Regions from separate parts of the Mus musculus genome. Here region 1 is linked to region 2. The links are chromatin contacts, called in public HiChIP or PLAC-seq maps. All regions are on one chromosome and are shown on one strand. Each heading gives the region's core, a stretch centred on a gene start, on an enhancer-like site or on the middle of the called end of the contact. The rest is flanking DNA. Distances are from core to core; before and after follow the strand shown.

Region 1 (3,924 bases), core at 1,378-3,877, 62 kb after region 2:
ATGTATGCACTTTAGCACACACACACACAGATACACATACATACACGAATTAGGAAAAAGGAGTTTTTAAAATATAACAAGAAGGTGGTGACCAGTGGCATGGGTTTGGCCATGTGTCCACTGGCCCCATTTTTACCCTCCCATAGGCCATCAACCGTGCCATGCAGAAGCCTCAGGAAGAATACAGCATCGGCGTGCTTGACATCTACGGCTTTGAGATCTTCCAGGTTTGGCTCTGGCTGCCCCTCACCCTCAGCCCAATCCTGTCTGTCTGTCACCTAGGCTCACCCAGTATTTGCCAGAGACATTGCATAGCCCACTAACAGAAAGGCCCTTTCCTCTCCTCCACAGAAAAATGGCTTTGAGCAGTTCTGCATCAACTTCGTCAATGAAAAGCTGCAGCAGATTTTTATTGAGCTCACGCTGAAGGCAGAGCAGGTGGGCAGGGCAGCCAAGTGTCACAAGACAGCACGTCAAGCCTAAGGGTCTCTATGCCACTGAGGACCCCCACACACAAATTCATTCCACCTCTCTCTGCTCGCTGCATTAGATTCAGCTTCCTGCTACTATAACAAAATACCACATATAATTTATAAAGAGAAAAGGAAAGCTAGGAATGCCATTCGGTTGGTAGAGCGCACTTGCCTAGCATGCATGAAGGTGTGAGTTCCATCACCGGCTGCATAAACTGGGTGTGGTGCTGCATGCCTTTCATCCCAGCACTCAGGAATTCAAGGTCATCCTTGACTACATAGGGAGTTTGTGGCCAGCCTGGAATAGGAGTGGGGAGAGAGCAGGAGGAACATGCAGGGCATGCCTGAAACCAGAACATAGAGGTTGCTGCTGAGGCAGAGGTGGGAATCCAATTTAAATAAGAAACATAGAGTTGTGTGTTGTAGTGCATACCTTTAATCCCAGCACTCACTCAGAAAGCAGAGGCAGGCAGGAGCTCTGTGAGTTTGAGGCCAGCCTGATCTAGAACATCCAGGGCAACATAGAGAGACCCTATCTCAAAGAAGGAGGAGGAGGAGAGGTAGGAGAGAGGAGGGAAAAGAGGAGGGGGGAGGAAGAAGTGGAAAGAAAGAAAGAAAGAAAGAAAGAAAGAAAGAAAGAAAGAAAGAAAGAAAGGAAGGAAGGAAGGAAGGAAGGAGGAGCTAAAAAAAAAAAAACAAAAAAGAAAGGTAGAAAAAAAATACAGTTGTTTGAGCAACTGCTTTGTGCCAGGTAGCAATCGACACATGGGTAGAGAGCTAGGGGCAGCACAGAAATCGCTGCCAAGAACTCTCAAGTGTACAGCTCAGCAGTAGAGTAGCCTGACTTGCTGGATTCCAACCCCAGCATCTGAAAAAGAAAATAAATCTGCTTTGATTTTTTTTCTCCGTCTTAAATGCAGAGTCTGAGGCAAGGGTTTAGCACAAATGATGTATTCTGGAGGTGCTCATACAAAGCAAAGACAATGAAAAAGTGATTTAAAATAAATATTAGAAGAGCACAGCCTAGGGATGTAGCTCAATAAGTAGAGTAGCTTGCCTCCTACATGCAAAATTGTGGATTCCATCCCCAGAACCATTATAAACCAGGCGTGGTGGTGCACGTTTGCCATCCCAGCACTCAGGAGGTAGAGACAAGAGGAGTTCAAGGTCATCCTTGGCTACCTATTGAGTTCAGGGGTAGCCTGAGCTACATAAGACCTATCTCAAAAAATAAAATAAAGGGATGGGTATACCTAATCCTGCTGGGATTACATATCCCAGGGTGGGGTGGTACCCAAGATAGGCTCCAGCTTCTCTGAGAAGAGAATGGTGGGAGGGGTTTGTAAGGGTGGGACTGGGAGGAGAGGAGAGAGGGGGACTGTGTTTGGGATGTAAAGTGAATAAAAAAAAATTATTAGAGAGAGAGAGAGGGAAAAAAAGCCCAAAGCTCAAATAAGGGTATTAATTTACAACTCCTGCTGGCTGTATGTCAGCAGGACCAGAGGCAGGGATATCCTCCCAAGGAAGAGTGATGAGATGGAGAGGCAGGCTCCACACTGTCTTACTGCCCCCCACCTCCAGGAGGAGTATGTGCAAGAGGGCATCCGCTGGACCCCCATCGAATACTTCAACAACAAAATTGTGTGTGACCTCATCGAAAACAAGCTGGTGAGGACTTTAGGAGGGGGCATTACAGGGGACTCCAGAGCTAAACCAGTGTATCTGGAAAGGGTTTATGATATCCTGAGGGGTGAGGAGAACCCATATTTGAAATATATTTCCAGCCACCCATCCATTGATTCTTCTGCCCACCTTTCTTTTATTTACTCAACATTCCCATTGGTAACATTTTCAGAGTCTGGTAATATCCTCCAAGCAATATCAACTTGGGGAAGGAAAAGAGGCACGGATTCCCTGCACGCCAGAAGTGGGAGGAGAGGAAAGACAAAGATGGGGGTGTGGGGAAAGAAGGAAAGGGAAAGGGGAAGAGAAAGAGAAAAGAAAGCGATCACGTTTTGAGCTTGTATTTAGGAGTTCCCTCCCAGGCCCCGGCTCAATCAGGGAGGACCCCAGCCAGGCTGAGCCGGACCTCTGCTCCTCTCAGAGCCCCCCAGGCATCATGAGCGTGCTAGATGATGTGTGTGCCACGATGCATGCTACCGGTGGCGGCGCGGACCAGACACTGCTACAAAAGCTGCAAGCGGCAGTGGGCACCCACGAGCACTTCAACAGCTGGAGCGCGGGTTTCGTCATCCATCACTATGCAGGCAAGGTGCGTGGAACTCCCTTCTAAGTGGGCGCCCCCTCACAAATCCCTGTCCAGTTTGCAAACTTCCTACTCCTCTGACCAAATTCCTCTTCCAGAGGGGCCCCAGCTAGGATTGTCCCAGTGGCCCAAAGGTCTTCCGAAATCGCCTAGACACCTGCCTCATGTCCCCTCTGCCAGAGCTACAGACACACACTGGCCTCTAATCACAGTTTACCTAATTAGCAAGGCAGCTCCTAACAGACAAGATGGGTCTTCTATGCTGGCACACACACCACAGTGTTCAATGTTAGCTATAAGTCTCTGACAAAAAAAAAAACCTGACCCACAGTTCCCCAAACCCATCACAAACAAACAAAATGGCCGGGCGTGGTGGCGCACGCCTTTAATCCCAGGACTTGGGAGGCAGAGGCAGGCGGATTTCTGAGTTCGAGGCCAGCCTGGTCTACAGAGTGAGTTCCAGGACAGCCAGGGCTACACAGAGAAACCCTGTCTCGAAGGAAAAAAAAAGGGGGGGGGGGGCTGGAGCCCGTCCACCTCACGCCTCCCAGAGGCTACAGAAATCTCTTAGTTTCTGACCCAAGCTATAGCCACCTTCCCAAGAGATTCCTTGCTATTTCCGCCACCTCGGCAGGGGTAGCAAATATTCCCAAATGTCCTCAGCCAGGGCTGCCAAAACCATGAGCAAGACCTCTAAAAGATCCCACTTAAAATAGCAACCCCAGGGGGCTGGAGAGATGGCTCAGTGGTTAAGAGCACTGACTGCTCTTCTGAAGGTCCTGAGTTCAAATTCCAGCAACCACATGGTGGCTCACAACCATCTGTAATGAGATTTGACAGCTTCTTCTGGTGTGACTGAAGACAGCTACAGTGTATGTAGATATAGTAATTAAATAAATTTAAAAAAATAGCAACCCCAGCTGAAGCCCCATTCCAAAAAAATAATCTACCACCAAAATTCCAAATCACCCCCTGATAGCCACTCACATCTACAATCCCAGAAACAGAAAGAGCAGACCATCCTTGGCTATATAGGGAATTTGAGGCCAGCCTCTAATTCCAACCTTCCAGGGGCAAAGGCAAGCAGAGCTCTGTGAATTCAATGCCAGCCTGGTCTACAAATAGAATTACAAGCCCCAATTGGCTACACAGTCAGACCCTTTCTCAAAACAAACAAACAACATT
Region 2 (3,688 bases), core at 986-3,485:
TCCCAGCCAACATATGCAACACAGAGAGTCCTAACTACTAAAAAATAAAGAGATAGGGTTTGAAAGATAGCACAGTAACTAAGAACACTGGTTGCTCTTCCAGAGGACATGGGGTCCCCAGCACCCATATGGCAGCTCACAACCTTCTGTAACTCCAGTTCCTGGTGCCCTCGTCTGGCCTCTCAGGCACTGTGTACACGTGATGAGCAGCCATAAAAGCAGGCAAAACCTCATACCTGTGAAATAAAAATAAATATCTTTAAAAGAAGAATAAATCAAATTGAAAGACCAGGAAGATGGTTCCGTGGATAAAGCACTTGCCTCATAAACACACGAACCTGGGCTCAGGGTTTGGCTTTTCCCATCCCCCACCCCGCTCTCGTTTCCTGGGGGTCTTTTTCTCTGTGTGTCTTTCTCTGTGTGTATTTCCTCAGCCCTAATAAAAAAGCATCACACACACACAACTAACCACAACAAATGTCATTTCAGATTGTCTGAACAGAAATCCATCAATCTCTGTCCTCTACGCGCAGCCCCCCAACACATGCACATATGTACACAAAATATAAATAAGTTAAAATATATGAAACCAAAAGTCCCAAGGGAGCTCACCGAGGACAAAGCATCATGTCGCTCTTACCACCCTCCAAGGGCTGAGTCCAACACTGGCAGGAAAAGGAGGCTCTCTCCCCACTCCCTCCAAACCCTCTGGGACTAAGGTAGAAGGGGGTGGGATGGGGGGGACACTAAGATTTACTTATTAATTGAGGAATGAGGTTTCAAAGCTGGTAAGTAGCAGGACCTGGAATCTAGTTTGAAGCCACCCAGCTCCAAATGGTCCTGAAAATCTTCTCACGGTGAGTGTGGAAGCCATCCCTAGACTGGGGACAGGTGGCTGGAGCCACAGCAGAAGTACAACCTGAGAAAGCAAAGGCAGGTGCCTCAGGCCAAGGGGCCCAAGGGGCAGTTCGGTTAGTGGAGGCCAGGGGTGGGTATGGGTTCTAGGGATTGCAGTATGTAAAAGTTAACAGCCCCTCTGGTCTGGCAGGGTGTCCAGAGAAGTTGGGTCCGGGCAGGAGGGTTCGGGCACCATAGGAATTTTTCGTACAGTGCATGAGCCCTTAACATGCCATTTCCAAGTTCAAGACTAAGTTCAACGTAGAGACAGAGAACTACCTGTATCCCTAGCTGAACTCAGAACAGAGGGAATGTTTGTGGTTGAAACTCTCCTGCTCCCTCCCACAACCACCCCTCTTCCTCCCCTGCTCCCTACAAAGGCTGTCATTACCCCATTTCTAAGGATAAGAAAACCTAGAATCAGAGTCGGTCAAGGCCAAGGCCAAAGCCCACTGTGGGGGCCAATCTTGGAATTCTGAGACCAGGGGTAATGGTGTAGAACACTCCCACAATCAGGCCTGGATTGAAGCTGGTTGGAATCCCAGCTTTGCTCCACTGCACTGGTCATCTCCTGCATGTACAAACTCCTCGTAGATTTAAACACTGTGTCCCAAAGATGATCATGACGCCCCCCTGGCTGGACTTAGTTTTCACATCTGTAAAATGGAACTGACTAGGTCCTCTTCACTGCTAGAGAGTTAAAGCAAGTGAACTCAAAAGCAGAGCCAAAGCAGATCAAAGCCCCCGGACCGGAGCTTTGTGAAGGCTGGGACCCAACTCAGATTTATTCACTCAGCCTCGGGCACCATGCCTGGCACACGGAGAGGCGCCCAATAAATGTTTGCTTGAGCAAGGACCAGCCCTCAATAAATAACAGCTGTTGTTGACTCGGCTAACGGAGGCAAGGCACTGGGCTCTCCCCTTGTCTCAACCCCCTCGCTAGCCCCCAACTCAATTTTGCCCCTTTCTCCAGGACCCCCATCTCCTCCACCTCTTTCTATTCAAACTTTCCTCCCTCACAATTTCCCGCCTAACCCCTCCTTTCCGTCCTCCCCCCCATCCCCCTACTGTGTGCGTCCACTCCTCCCCCACTCTCCACCTCTGTCCCTTCACACCCCCTGCCTTCTTCTATCTCCGCCCCCAGCCTCCCCTCTCCCGTACCCCCCCCCCCAACCTTCTCCAACTCCCATCCCAAATTCCTCCTCAGCATCTCCACCCACACGGGCGCCCTTCGCGAGGCGGGGTAATCCGGGCTCCGGGGTCCTTGGCTTGGGTCCAGCCTGAGGCCCTGGGCGGCGGCGGCGGCGGAAGCAGCAGCAGCGGCGGGCGGGGTTTGGGTTTTTTTTTTTGGTTTTTCTTTTTTTTTAATAACCCTGGCAGGCTGCTCAGGAAGTGAGTGCCTTCCCGCGCCCCCTCCCCCGGCCACGCCACCGGGCGCTTGCTCCCTCCCTTCCTGTGCGCCGGGCGGTGAGTCTGTGCGTCTACAGCGGACCGAAGGCTCCAGGCACGCAGGTACTGGCGATCTGGGGACCCAGTTGGGCGGCGCAGTCACCGGAATGCAGTGATTATAAGTGACTTTGTGTGTCTCGGGGACAAGATGTGCTGGACGGATCCCGTTGTGCGAGTGCTGTGTTGGTGCCGAATGTCCCTAAGTGTTGCAGATACAGACTGCCTGTTTGGGTTGGCTCAGGTTTGGGGCGGGGGTCGAGGTCAGCCACGTATCCAAATGGTTGTGCTTCTGCGGATTGTATGACCTTATGGCTTTCAGCATCTGGGAGCGACTGTGTGGGCAGACTGTTGAGGTGTGTTGAGTGTTTGCCTAAGTGAGGGTAAGAAAAATGCCTCTCGTGCATGTAAATGCCAAGTGTGTCTGTCTCTGAATATTTGCGTTTCTCAGGAGTGTTATTAGTGGAAATGCCTGCATGCATATGTGTCTGAGTTTGTAGAATTTCTTAGTTCCCCCTGCTATGAATGTGTAAACTTGTGCATGTGTGTGTGTTAACTTTCTGTGTTAAATGAGCGTGTATAGGCTGCTAGGCTTGTGGCTTGTCTTGGACTGTGTAACTGTGCACATAGGCCTGTTTGTCTGGGTTTATGGGCTGTCTGGGTGTCCATGTGGAAATATGTGTTTCTGTATACATAGGTGTGGAGGTATGTAGTTGTGTGTGTTTGGGTTTAGTGAACCAGGCCTTCCTGCTATTCAAGTGTGGGTTGCCCTATAGAGTGTGATTGTGTTTGTTTGTGTGTCTGCCTGTGAGAGTGGAGCTGGGGCTGCTACTTCCCCTCAGATGGTCATCTATGCCACAGAACTCTGAAGCAAGGAGCCTCCCTACCAGGGGGAGACACACTTTAATTAACAGCTGGTTGGTGGTAATGGGAGTGGTGACCTGTGCAGCCCCTCCCCTTAGGCCTCCCCTCTGGCTGGTCCTTTTGTCTGTGTGCTCACAGCAGCCAGGCCAGATGTGCAGCGCCTGGAGGAAGCCTGCTGCCTCAGGCTGATGGCTGCCTATGCCTGGCCAAAGAAGCTCTGTCCTCCACTGAGAAGCCTCCACCTCTTTAGCTGGGTTTCCCGCACAGCCTACAAAAGTCTAGGTGTGGAGTGCTGGTCCCTATAGGATCCCCAGGATGTGATGGAGCCACACACATTCCCGGGAGGCTTTTCCCTCTTCCAGCACTTGTGCCCTTCCCCCAGGCTAGTGGCCTCCCTGCAGCCTGCCAGAGGAGGGGCCTGGGGGACAGGGGCCAAGCCTAGGTACACACACACACACACACACACACACACACACACACA

What was found. HiChIP or PLAC-seq counts read pairs in DNA pulled down with a chosen protein or histone mark.
Region 1: an H3K27ac HiChIP or PLAC-seq map of embryonic stem cells shows a contact between it and region 2, with 5 read pairs. The contact joins the enhancer-like site here to the promoter of Adamts10 in region 2. A contact is called at or near these places in 5 of 484 Hi-C or Micro-C datasets (CD8 T cells, the G1E-ER4 cell line, bone marrow-derived dendritic cells and 2 more), 5 of 115 datasets of contacts at active chromatin or transcription factors (the HPC-7 cell line, the SCID.adh cell line, bone marrow-derived dendritic cells and 1 more) and 3 of 9 other capture datasets (adipose tissue, liver and pancreatic islet).

Annotation. Positions count from the first base shown.
Region 1 is chr17:33,583,539-33,587,462 of GRCm38.p6, forward strand. It overlaps Myo1f (myosin IF), which reads left to right. Exons shown (of 28, transcript NM_053214.2): 11 at 147-227; 12 at 352-438; 13 at 2,055-2,141; 14 at 2,578-2,745. Among named protein-coding and RNA genes, the nearest start is that of Myo1f, 30 kb to the left of the region's middle. Within about 2 kb of position 2,628, at least 6 of the 459 cell types and tissues checked have an H3K27ac peak or open chromatin away from gene starts, as enhancers often do. A contact at or near this core is called in embryonic stem cells, where this site is marked.
Region 2 is chr17:33,521,850-33,525,537 of GRCm38.p6, forward strand. Adamts10 (a disintegrin-like and metallopeptidase (reprolysin type) with thrombospondin type 1 motif, 10) reads left to right here and starts at 2,236. Exons shown (of 25, transcript NM_172619.4): 1 at 2,236-2,409.